3 separate regions of the Sus scrofa genome follow, and regions 2 and 3 are each linked to region 1. A link is a contact called in public Hi-C and HiChIP or PLAC-seq data. All regions are on one chromosome and are shown on one strand. Each heading gives the region's core, a stretch centred on a gene start, on an enhancer-like site or on the middle of the called end of the contact. The rest is flanking DNA. Distances are from core to core; before and after follow the strand shown. Region 1 has its middle 57 kb from the start of NF1. Region 2 holds the start of WSB1 (WD repeat and SOCS box-containing protein 1). Region 3 holds the start of KSR1 (kinase suppressor of Ras 1).

Region 1 (4,050 bases), core at 1,146-3,645:
GCTGCATCCTTAGTCTGCTGCATCACAGCAGGAACTCCTTGGTTCCTGGGATTCTCTTGAGTTGGATTCTTCTTACACTCGTAGCGGAATGGTTGCCACAATTCTGAGCCTCGCCTGACCACATCTGCATTCCAGACAGCTTCTCTCTGGGAGGTATCTCTCGAGCAGGAGCATGTAACTTTTTCAGAAGTTTCCAGCAAACTTTTCCTTACACTGTATTGACTCCGACTAGTTACCAGTCTCTTTGTGAACCCATCCCCACATCCAGAGAATCACTGTGTGTTAATTGACTGGGTTCTTGAACCAACAAATGAAAAGAGGATACGGATCCTCCTACACCGTTGGTGGGAATGTAAACTGGTGCAGCCATTATGGAGAACAGTATGGAGGTTCCTTTAAAAACTAAAAATAGGAGTTCCTGTCGTGGCGCAGTGGTTAACGAATCCGACTAGGAACCATGAGGTTGCGGGTTCGGTCCCTGCCCTTGCTCAGTGGGTTAACGATCCGGCGTTGCTGTGAGCTGTGGTGTAGGTTGCAGACACGGCTCGGATCCCGCATTGCTGTGGCTCTGGCGTAGGCCGGTGGCTACAGCTCTGATTCAACCCCTAGCCTGGGAACCTCCATATGCTGTGGGAGCGGCCCCAAAGAAATAGCAAAAAAAAAAAAAAGACAAAAAAAAAACAAAAACAAACTAAAAATAGAGTTAGCATATGATTTAGCAATCCCACTCCTAGGTGTATACCTGGAGAAAACCATAATTCAAAGAGATACATGCACCCCAAAGTACTTTGCAGCACTATTTGTAATAGCCAAGATATGGAAACAACCTAAATGTTCCACTGACAGAGGAATCAATAAAGAGGATGCAGTGCATATATACAGTGGAATACTACTCAGTCATGAAAAGAATAAAGTAACACCATTTGCTGCAACATGGATGGACCTAGAGATGATCATACTAAATGAAGTCAGACAGAGAAAGACAAATATCGTATGATATCACTAATATGCGGAGTCTTTAAAAAATGATACATGGGAGTTCCTGTCGTGGTGCAGTGGTTAACAAATCTGACTGGGAACCATGAGGTTGCAGGTTTGATCCCTGGCCTTACTCAGTGGGTTAAGGATCTGGCATTGCCTTGAGCTGTGGTATAGGTTGCAGACACAGCTCGGATCCTTTGATGTTGTGGCTCTGGCGTAGGCTGGCAGCTACAGCTCCGATTAGACCCCTAGCCTGGGAACCTCCATATGCTGCGGGAGCGGCTCTAGAAAAGGCAAAAAGACAAAAATAAATAAATAAATAATTTAAAATGATACAAATGAATTTATTTACAAAACAGAAAGAGACTCACAGACAGAAAATAAACTCATGGTTACCAAATGGGAAATGTGGCAGTCGTGTGTGTGTGTGGGGGGGGGGGGTGATAAATTAGGAGTTTGGGATTAACATACACATACTACTACATATAAAATAATCAACAAAGACCTATTGTACAACTCAAGGAACTCTACTCAATAATCTGTAATGACCTATATGGGGAAAGAATCTGAAAAAGGATGGATATGTGTATATGTGTAGCTGAATCCACTATATTCCAATATAAAATAAAAATTAAATTTTAAAAAATGGCAGGAAGATAGAAGTCCCCTTAAGCCAAGCAGGCCTACAGCTGGTGCTGAGCATGAGGTCAGCCCTCTGGAAGCACATGACAATGTAAGGGAGAGGGGAACCTGAAGGAACACCGGAATGCTGCTAGTAAGCTGGAGATGGGTGCTGGGTAGGAAACCCGTAAAGAGCTCCCTTCCTGGTCTCCACGCCTGATGGAAGTTCTCACCATTTTTTTCTGCGTTTGTGCTTTTTAGGGCCGCCCTCGAGGCATATGGAGGTTCCCAGGCTAGGGGTCGAGAACCAGAGCTACAGCTGCCAGCCTACACCACAGCCACAGCAACACCAGATCCAAGCCTCGTCTGCGACCTACACCACAGCTCACGGCAACGCCGGATCCTTCACCCACTAAGTGAGGCCAGGGATGGAACCCGAAACCTCATGGTTCCTAGTCGGATTCGTTTCGGCTGTGCCACGAATGGGAACTCCTCTCACCATTTTAAACTCTATGGGAAATTCTCCAGGAGGACCTGGGAAGGGATAAATTCAATTCTTATACTTATCTTCCTATTTTACTCCCAAACCCTTAGAGATCACCCAACTCAAGCAGTTAACAGAAGACAGTACGATACCTGGTCCCCACCAGGAATTGTTGCTTAATTTTTTTAATGACAAAACCAACAACAGACACAAGTGCAGGTGGCTGGAGGCCAGGCCACTCGGGACCCTGGCACTTTGCCCCTGCACTCAGCCCTGTGGCCTCTTCCTGCCCTGTCTCAGGCCAGGCCAGCTGTGTGCCTGTCACAGAGTTGTGGGACAGGCAGAAGAGGGCTGTCCCTTCCTTTCTCAGGCCTTGCTCCCCTGGGGAACCACTTCCTTGGGGGGGATGGTATCGGAACAAACGTCACCACAGCAGGTGCAGAAGTGAAACTACCTAAAATGCATTTACGAGCTGATTTTTAAAGGTTATTAAAGATAATTAAATAATGCTCAGACTTCTGTGAAAACATACAAACAAACAAAATTTCCTTCATCCTACAAATAAGGGAACTCAGACCTCAAAGGGCAAGGGCCTGTCCAAGGTCACACTGTGGCTATAGCTGGGTATACATTCATTTAAACCTTCCTCACCTTTTTCTGAGACTCATGTGTGATGGTCAATTTCATGTGTCAGCTTGGCTAGGTCACGGTACCCAGATATTGGTCAAACACTATTTCTCCATGTTTCTGTGAAGGCATTTTCTAGATGAGATTAATATTTAAAGTACTAGACTTCTAGTGAAGCAGATTACCAAGATGTGGGTGAGCCTCAGCCAATCATTCAAAGCCCTCGATAGAAAACAGACCAATTTCCCCTGAAGAAAAGGGAATTCTGCCAGCCAACCACACGGGGCTTAAGCTGCAACCACCCCCCCCTTCCCCCGCCCCCGGGGTCTCCAGTCTCCTGCCTACCCTGCAGATTTTGGACTCACCAGCCTCCACAATCACGTGAGCCAGTTCCTCAAAACGAATCCCTCTCTCCCTGCACCAGCAAACCTCATTTTATTGCTCTTCGCTCTATGGTGCCCTGCAGATATTGCACTTTTTACAAATTGAAGGTTTGCAGCAACATGTTCCAAAAGGAATAATGAGCGTGCGGCCCTGCAGCTGGGTGCAAGGGAAGTGGTATCTGAGAATGGAATCTATTCCTGGTGAAGATGCTGTGAAGATTGTTGAAATTGACCACAAAGGATTTAGAATGTTACATAAACTTCGTGGATAAAGCAGTGGCAGGGTGTGAGAAGACTGACTCCAATTCTGAAAGAAATTCTACAGTGGATAAAATGCTATCAAACAGCATTGCATGTTACAGAGAAATCATTCCTCAAAGGAAGAGTCGATTGATACACAGAACATCATTGTTGCCTTATTTCAAGACATCGCTACAGCCACTCTAACCCTCAGCAGCCACCACCCTGATCAGTCAACAGCCAACAACATCCCGGCAAGACCCTCCATCGGCAAAAACATGATGAAACGCTGGAATATATATGTATAACTAAATCACTTTGCTGTACATCGAAAATATTGTCAATTAACTCTATTTCAATAAAAAGCAAAACAAAACAAACAAAAAAAATTTTTTTAAAATTAAGGTACCTAGGAAGTTCCTGGCATGGTTCAGTGGTTACGGACCCAACTAGTATCCATGAGGACGCAGGTTCAATCCCTGGCCTCCCTCAGTGGGTTAAGGATCTGGTGTTGCGGTGAGCTGTGGTGATTTGACCCCTAGCTTGGGAACTTCCTTCCATATGCCATAGGTGTGGCCCTAGAAGGCTAAATAAATAAATAAAGTTAGCTGCATCGTTTTTAAAAGACATAATGCTATTGCACACTTGATACACAGAGTAAACATAACTTACATGCGCTGGGAAAGCCAACAACTCATTTGACTCACTTTATTG
Region 2 (3,709 bases), core at 728-3,227, 74 kb after region 1:
TTCAGTCTTGACATGTTCAGCTTTATTATAAGTATTTGAACATGCAAACTTGAAGCTCAAGAAAGAAGTCAGTTCTGGACTTGAGAGTCTTCACATAAAGCTGGTAGTTAAACCCCAAAGAGAGGTTGTCATAACCTAGGGAGAGCGAGGAAAAGAAAAAAGTTGTGGAAAACGACAGAGAATCTCAACTTTATGGGATATACAGGTTTGATATTAACACAGCAAACACGGATGTGAAGTGCTAGGTATATATTTGCTTCTCAAGCTAGGCTTCATTTCTGAGAGACAAGGCAGCTTGGAAGTGGGACAGGGCAGTCAAACAAGCTTGGGTTGAAATCAAACACCTTGTCACTCAGCAACTCTGTGACTACTTTAAAGTTACTAATTGTCTGTAAAACATGAGTAATGAATACACTACTCATACTGGCGTGGATATTAAATGGGTTAATCCACAGAAGCCCTTATATGGCACAGTACCTGACCCAATAAATATTAGACAGTATCACTAATGAGTACATAAATCATTAAAATTATTTTTCATTCCATTGTCATACTTTGCCAGTTGAGAAATGGTCTGGAAGTCTGTTGGCTAGCAGTAATAAATTACAATGGAATTAAACAATTGTATGAAAAAGCCACCAAAACAATGCAGGCACTTAAAGAACTGGTATTTCCCATGACTTTGTAACAGTAGATACAGTACATGTGAAGAGAGGAAATAGCAGTTGGTTTAAAGAATCAACAGGGACTGATAGAAATGTTGCTATTGAAGATACTAGACTGCACTATTTTCTTTTGTTCTACTCTAGATATTTGACAACTAGCCTCAGTGTATGGCACAAAGTAAGCCATCAATAAATATGTTGACTGTATGTGACAAAAAAAAAAGGAGAGGGGGATGATTTCTTGTACCTGTTATTAAATATTTCACTATTGGAAGACTTATCCTTATGCAAAGAAAAAGATGAAGAAGTCATGCTGTAGGTGCTGTCATTTGAGATCTCTCGAAAGAGTCTGGCTAGGCACAACTCCTCTCCCATTGGTGTCTGTTGCATATTTGAAATTCCCAGCCTTAGACGTCTTCCTTTGGAACTAGGTTTAATGCCCACAGAAGAACCCATTAAAATGCAAAGATATCGTCTTTGAATGGAACCAACTTGGCTTTTGGCAGATACACACACATTTATCAGCACTGCAGTGTAAATAGCTAGCTGCCTCCCAGAGGCCTAGACCTTGGAAAGCAGCCTTGCAGAATGGGCCGCTTCTAAGCAGACACGGTGGGATCTGCCTCGGCTAGTGGTCAGGACACAGCCGACCGCCAGCCTCGCTGCAGCCTCCGGGCAGGCCGGCTGCAGGGATTAGCCAGGACGAAGGCAGCCCCAGGAGGCCTTGTGGTGGGGCAGGACACCATCCAGCCCAGGTCTCCCCCTTCCTCAAGCCGGGTCACTTCGGCCCTTCCAAAAATCTGCTAGCTCTCATAAGAACGCTCACGGCCGGACATGTGGTACAGAGCGATGTCATCTCATTGTTTTCAACAGTGCCACCCCCAGTTCCCTGCCATTTGAGGGCCGGGGAAGAGGCCAAATAGAATTGAAGTCTGGAATGCCTTTTTTTGTTCTTTTCAGTTCAGTCAGCTTAAATGCCACGCAATCTTTACACTGTGGGCTAACGTGTATTACACAATTCTCTATTTGCCTTTTTAAAGGCGCTTCAAGTTATAAACACCATGCTGGGCCCCCGGCCGAAAAAAGAGACGCAGTTAAAAGCAGTCAGTAGGCTCCAGCCCGGCGTTTGGGCCTGGACTGGGGTCGCACCCCTCCTCTACCGCCCCCGCCCTCTTCCGGCTCCCAGGTCCAGTCCCCAGGACAACGCCCTAGAGCACCCGGCGGGAGGGCGGGGCACCAAGCCTTGGCCGTCACGTCCCGAACGTCGGGAGGCGGGGCATAGCGCTTTTACGTCACCAGACCCCGCCCCGCATCCCTGATATTAACCGCGCCGACCGCCATTTTGTCTCCAGTGTCTCGTTTGCTGTCCGCGGCGTAGAGGGAAGTGTCTGACTCCGTGGGCGTGAGGCAGGGAGCAGGGGCTATTGTTTGTGTTTCACGCCGTAGTTTGGTCCGAGGCCTCCGGAGCTTTCCCGGGGCAGTCGGCAGAAGCCGCCGCGACCGCCCCGCCCCTCCCCTCCGTCCCTGGGACCGGGAGGGACCCAGACCGCGTCACGCCCCTCGGCGCTCAACCTTCCCTTCTCTGTCGTTGCGTCCGCATCGCTTCCCCGGAATCGGACGGTACCCCATAGATGGCCAGCTTTCCCCCGAGGGTCAACGAGAAAGAGATCGGTGAGGAATGGGACGATGGGCGAGGGGTGCCGGTGAGCCCGCGGGAGTTTAGGAGAGGCAGGGACTCTCCCGAGGAGGCTCTGAGTCTGAGGAAGTGGAGTGAGCCTGAGCCAAGCCTTAGAGCGCAGAGGGAAGAAGCGGCCCTGTGAGTGGGTGTCGTTGAGGGTAAATGGGTTCAGCCTTGATGCCGCGCCTACTGTGCGCCGGGCACGGCGGAAGGCAGTGCGCGGATCTTAGAGGCAAAGAGATTCTGGGCGCCGAGTGGAGGGCTGTAGTGATCATGTGGCCCGGGATGGATACACACTCGTGGGGATCCTAGCTGTCTCATCGGAGGTCTGCGCAGGGCTGTTCTGCAGGGATTCTCTTGGCTCGGGGGTTGGGGCCTGGAGTGGGCCGGAGCGGGCTGGGTAAGTCTTCGGGACGCTTACAAGTTTCCAGTGGGGAAAAGTACACTTGTGTGTTCTGAGCTGTTATGAAAGGATGGGTCTTCGTGTATACCAATCACTATAAGGGGAAGTGCAGCCGAAGAGCTGCCTTCAGCCTGGAAAAAGCAATATATATATATATTTTTTTTTTTTTTTTTTAATTGGTGTGGCGTTAAGAAAGGCAGCAGGCGGCTCAGGGGAGGAGTCTCAGTTATCTTTCGTGCACTTAAGAGTTGGGAGGAGCAGGGTGGTTGGGTGGAGTGACCGAAGAAAAGCTCATCTACGGAGGAGCAAACTCTTGAAAAGGCTGTCTAGAAACGCTTAGCGGCCAGCCCTGCCGAGCTGAAAACCGGCTGATAGATGTTGGCGGTCCTGTGTCAGGACGTACCCAGTGGCTCAGTGGAAAACACCTCACATTTTTTTAAGTCCTCTCACAAGGTGAAATAACTGGAACAACTTTGGGGGAAGTTGGGGGTGCTAATCATTGATTGATGTGTTACTAAACATTTAAACTTAGCAAGTCAAGTTATACACCTTATTTAAATATATGCAGTTTTTATTAAAATAGATTTAGCATCTCCCCACCCTTTCTCAAAGCCCAGCACTGAAATTACCGCTGTTAAATAAATGAAAATTGGAGGTAGCTACTGAGCTGAGAGCCTTTGCATTTCCTTATTCTTCAACTAAATGTATGCCTTTATTAAACACTGGCAGGAGGTATTTCCAGAGAAAGGGAGAAACAATAGCTAAAAGGCCCCCTATACTGTATGTTGGTAAATTCTTATATTTAGAGACAGCTATCTTAGAATTCTGGACTTTTGTCCTCTTAGGGATACAGTTGGATGGCAAGTTAGGAGGGGGCTTTAACCCTGGGTTGTTTTTTGTTTGGCTTTTTTGCTTTTTAGGGCCACACCTGCAGCATATGGAAGTTCCCAGGCTAGGAGTCAA
Region 3 (3,672 bases), core at 65-2,564, 120 kb after region 1:
AATATCTCTTCAAGTATCTGCTTTCAATTCTTTCTGGTATATATGCAGAAATAGAATCACTGGATCATATTCCTCATTTTGAGCAACCACCATATACTGTTTTTGACAGCAGCCACACCATTTTGCGTCCCCGCCAACAGTGCACAAGTGTTCCAGTTTCTCCACATCCTTTTCAACACTTCAGATGACTTGGTGTTCCATAATAGCTATCCTAATGGGTGAAGTGGTATCTCATTGCGGTTTTGATTTGCATTTCTTTAAAGATTAGCGATATCGGGTATGTTTTCTTGGGCTTATGGGCCATTCCTGGATCTTCTTTGGAGAAATGTCTATTCAAATCCTTTGCCCGTTTAAAAATCCTGTGGCGTGTTTTTTGGTTGTTGGTTCATAGGAGTTCTTTATATATTCTGGATAGCGACCCCTTATCGTGTAGAGTTTGCAAGTATTTTCTCCTGACCTGTGGGCGGCCTCTTCACTCTGTTATTTGTGCCCTTTGATGTACATCATGGAGGAGATTTTTAAGTGTTGGTAGAAGTCAGCCAGTTTGGGCAGCAGTGAAATGAGGGGAAGGTATTTCCATCAAAGGAAACAGCCAGTGTAAACACACAGAAGAAAGAAATAGCAAAGAGCAAGTAGTTGAGTCTTGCTAGAGCATGTGTGCAGGAGGTAGGAAGTGGAGAGAGGTGAGGCTGGACACACAGAACAATAGGCCAGCTAAGTGGCTTGGGTCGTGGTCCCAGGACTCCTGCCTCAGCATCAGCTACTAGGAGTTTGTTAAAAATGCACTGCTGTTGCCCCAGCCCTGACCTACTCTGGTGGGGGGCCTGGAGATCTGGGTTTTAACCAGCCCATGGGATTATTCTGATCTTCCGTCAAGTTTGAGCACTATTCCAGGGACAATGGGGAGCCACTAGGGGGCCGGGCTAGGCCGATGGAAAGATGACCTGCCGGTTCTTCAGGTTGGGGCGCCCCCATATGGCTTTACCCCATCGTCCTCCAGCCACCCCACCCGGCTGCCTCCAACTGCCCTCCCGCCCCCAGCTATCCCCCCCGGAGTGTGAGGCTTTCTGCTGGGTTGGGGTCAGGGGTCACGGAGGGGGCCCGCGCTGCTGCAGCCAGGCCCACATTCCTCTCACTTCCCGCCATTGTCCCGGGTTCCTGTGGCCGCGACTCCTCACTGGCCCGGCCGCCCTAAGGCCCCCGGGGGGTGATGACTCATTTCCTTTCTCCCGAGTGACATAATCCAGTGCCCAGCTCAGCAGACCTGGATCTCGGGCCGCTGGGAGCTTCCCGGCCGGCAGGGGGCGGCCGAGCCCGCCTTCCCCGGACGCGCGAGCAGAGCCGGAGCCCGCTTCCCTGGCCGCCCTCCACCCCCACCCCCGGGACCCCCTTCCCTGGCTGATGAGGAGCAGGGGAAGCAGAACAAGACCTCTGACCTTGCTCTTGCCTACCCTCTGCCCGAAATCAGACCCCGAACGGTCACAGATGGGGAAATCCGGACCTGGGAGAGGGGTGTGTTTTGACAAGGCAGAGCAGCCCATCCTGAGAGGCGCGGGACTGGAACTCAGCACTCTGGGCCCCCCAGGCCCGTGATTTTCCCTGCAGACACGCAGGTATTAATTTTTCCCTCCTCGCTGCCAACCTGCTCCCCCGTGATGTTTCCAGTACAAGGTTTGCAGACAATAATATTTCCCAGATTCGGATCATTTCTGGGCCCTGAAACAGTGTCACCCCCTGGAAGCTACAGAAGCTGAGGGCTCCACTTGCTTCCCAGGTGGAGCCTGAAGTTACTGGGTGGTGACCCAGCCCCAGCGTGGACTGAGCACCCAGCTGACTGGCTTTGCAAGGAGGTGTCCCTCTGCGCCCAGTGCCGGCCCCTCTGGATGGGTGCCTCTCTCCTCTGCTTTCCCTCCAGGCTCCCAGGAGGCAGGGAGACTCATTCCAGTAAAATACCTCCCCTTCCCCCCACGGCTGACGTGGCGAAAGGACGCAGGAAATGATGGTCATTATTATTACCAGGTAAGGTACCTTATCTTGTTGCCTCAATTTCCTCACCTGTAAACTGGGTGTATAATAACGTACAGAGTTATTGTGAGGATTAAATGAGTTCGGACTCAGAAGATGCTTATAGCAGAGCTTGGCGTCTGATAAGCACTAGAGACTCTTCCAGAATTTGGGCTCCATGAAGGCAGAGATTCTGTCTGTTGTCTTTCTTTGGGCACTGCTGTATCTCTAACATCTAGAAAACTGTCTGGTGAAAACTAGGAACCCAGGAAATACTTGTTGAATGAATTGAATGAATGAATGAATGAGTGAATTTTAGCCATTACTATTGCCTAGGCTGATTTTACTCTAGGATCTAGGCCTGTCAGAGCAGGCCTGAAGGATTAAAGGGGAAGATTTTTTTCTTTTTTGTAATTTATTTTATTGAGATATAGTTTATTTACGATGCTGTATTCATTTTTGCTGTACAGCAAAGTGATCGAGTTATATGTGTATATATTCTTTTTCACGTTCTTTTCCATTATGGTTTATCACAGGATATTCAGTGTAGTTCTCTGTGCTGTGTAGTAGGGCGTTGTCATTTATCCATTCTATATATAATAGTTCGCATCTGCTAGTCCCAACTTCCCAATTTCCCCCTCTCTACCCCTCCTTCCCCTCGGCAACCACAAATCTGTTCTCTATGTCTGTGAGTCTGTTTCTGTTTCGTGGATAAGTTCATTTGTGTCATTTTTGTGTGTGTATCATATTTTAGATTCTGTAGGGATTCCGGTTGTGGCATAATGGGTTAAGGATCTGGTATAGGTGTGATATAGGTCACAGCTGTGACTCTGATTCCATCTCTAGCCGAGGAATCCCATATACTGTGGGTACAATGGAAAAAAAAGATTCCAATATAATCGATATCGTATGGCATTTGTCTTTTTCTGACTTAGTACGAGACTCTCGAGGTCCATCCACGTTGCTGCAAATAGCATTATTTCATTCTTTTTAATGGCTGGTAGTATTCCATTGTATATACACACCACATCGTCATATCTCTTCCTCTGTTGATGGACATTTAGGTTGTTTCCATATCTTGGCTGCTGTAAACGATGCTGCTGTGTACATAGGGGTGCATGAATCTTTTTGAATTATAGTTTTATCTGGATATATGTCCAGGAGTAGGATGCTGGATCATATGGTGACGCTATTTTTAGTTTTTTAAGGAATCTTCATACTGTTTTCTGTAGTAGCTGCACCAGTTGTCATTCTGGAGGGGAATATTCGTGAGGGTCTCTTTGCACTAGGGCTTCTTGGGAAGAAGTCGTCCTAAGAAAAGACTTTTGAAGAACCTAAGTTCAAGGGTAGGGCAAGGGGAAAAGGTGATATGGGGGATTGGAATCCCAGGAGTGGACAATTTCATGAATGTACCAGAAGGCGCATCAGCACAGTTAATCTATGGTGGCTTTATGACAGTGTGGTGGCTTCATATCTCCCATGGACATTGAAGATTTGGTTTTTTGAAAAGTCAGCATTTTTATTTTTTTATTTTTTTTGTCTTTTGTCTTTTTGCCTTTTGTTGTTGTTGTTGTTGTTGCTATTTCTTGGGCCGCTCCCGCGGCATATGGAGGTTCCCAGGCTAGGGGTCGAATCAAGCTGTAGCCACCGGCCTACGCCAGAGCCACA

The links. Hi-C and Micro-C count contacts between places; a contact is called where the count stands out from the background. HiChIP or PLAC-seq counts read pairs in DNA pulled down with a chosen protein or histone mark.
Region 2: a contact with region 1 is called in an H3K27ac HiChIP or PLAC-seq map of skeletal muscle. The contact joins the promoter of WSB1 here to the enhancer-like site in region 1. A contact is called at or near these places in 9 of 47 Hi-C or Micro-C datasets (adipocytes, adipose tissue, alveolar macrophages and 6 more) and 2 of 2 datasets of contacts at active chromatin or transcription factors (alveolar macrophages and skeletal muscle).
Region 3: a contact with region 1 is called in a Hi-C map of liver, with 3 times the contacts expected there. The contact joins the promoter of KSR1 here to the enhancer-like site in region 1. A contact is called at or near these places in 3 of 5 promoter capture datasets (fetal liver, fetal skeletal muscle and liver), 26 of 47 Hi-C or Micro-C datasets (adipose tissue, alveolar macrophages, blood and 14 more) and 2 of 2 datasets of contacts at active chromatin or transcription factors (alveolar macrophages and skeletal muscle).

What each region holds. Positions count from the first base shown.
Region 1 is chr12:43,808,761-43,812,810 of Sscrofa11.1, forward strand. No RefSeq gene overlaps it. Among named protein-coding and RNA genes, the nearest start is that of NF1, 57 kb to the left of the region's middle. Within about 2 kb of position 2,396, at least 25 of the 83 cell types and tissues checked have an H3K27ac peak or open chromatin away from gene starts, as enhancers often do. A contact at or near this core is called in adipose tissue, alveolar macrophages, fetal liver and 5 more, where this site is marked.
Region 2 is chr12:43,883,138-43,886,846 of Sscrofa11.1, forward strand. It overlaps WSB1 (WD repeat and SOCS box-containing protein 1), which reads left to right and starts at 1,978. Exons shown (of 9, transcript XM_021067462.1): 1 at 1,978-2,336. The coding sequence starts at 2,297.
Region 3 is chr12:43,925,908-43,929,579 of Sscrofa11.1, forward strand. It overlaps KSR1 (kinase suppressor of Ras 1), which reads left to right and starts at 1,315. Exons shown (of 19, transcript XM_021067472.1): 1 at 1,315-2,019.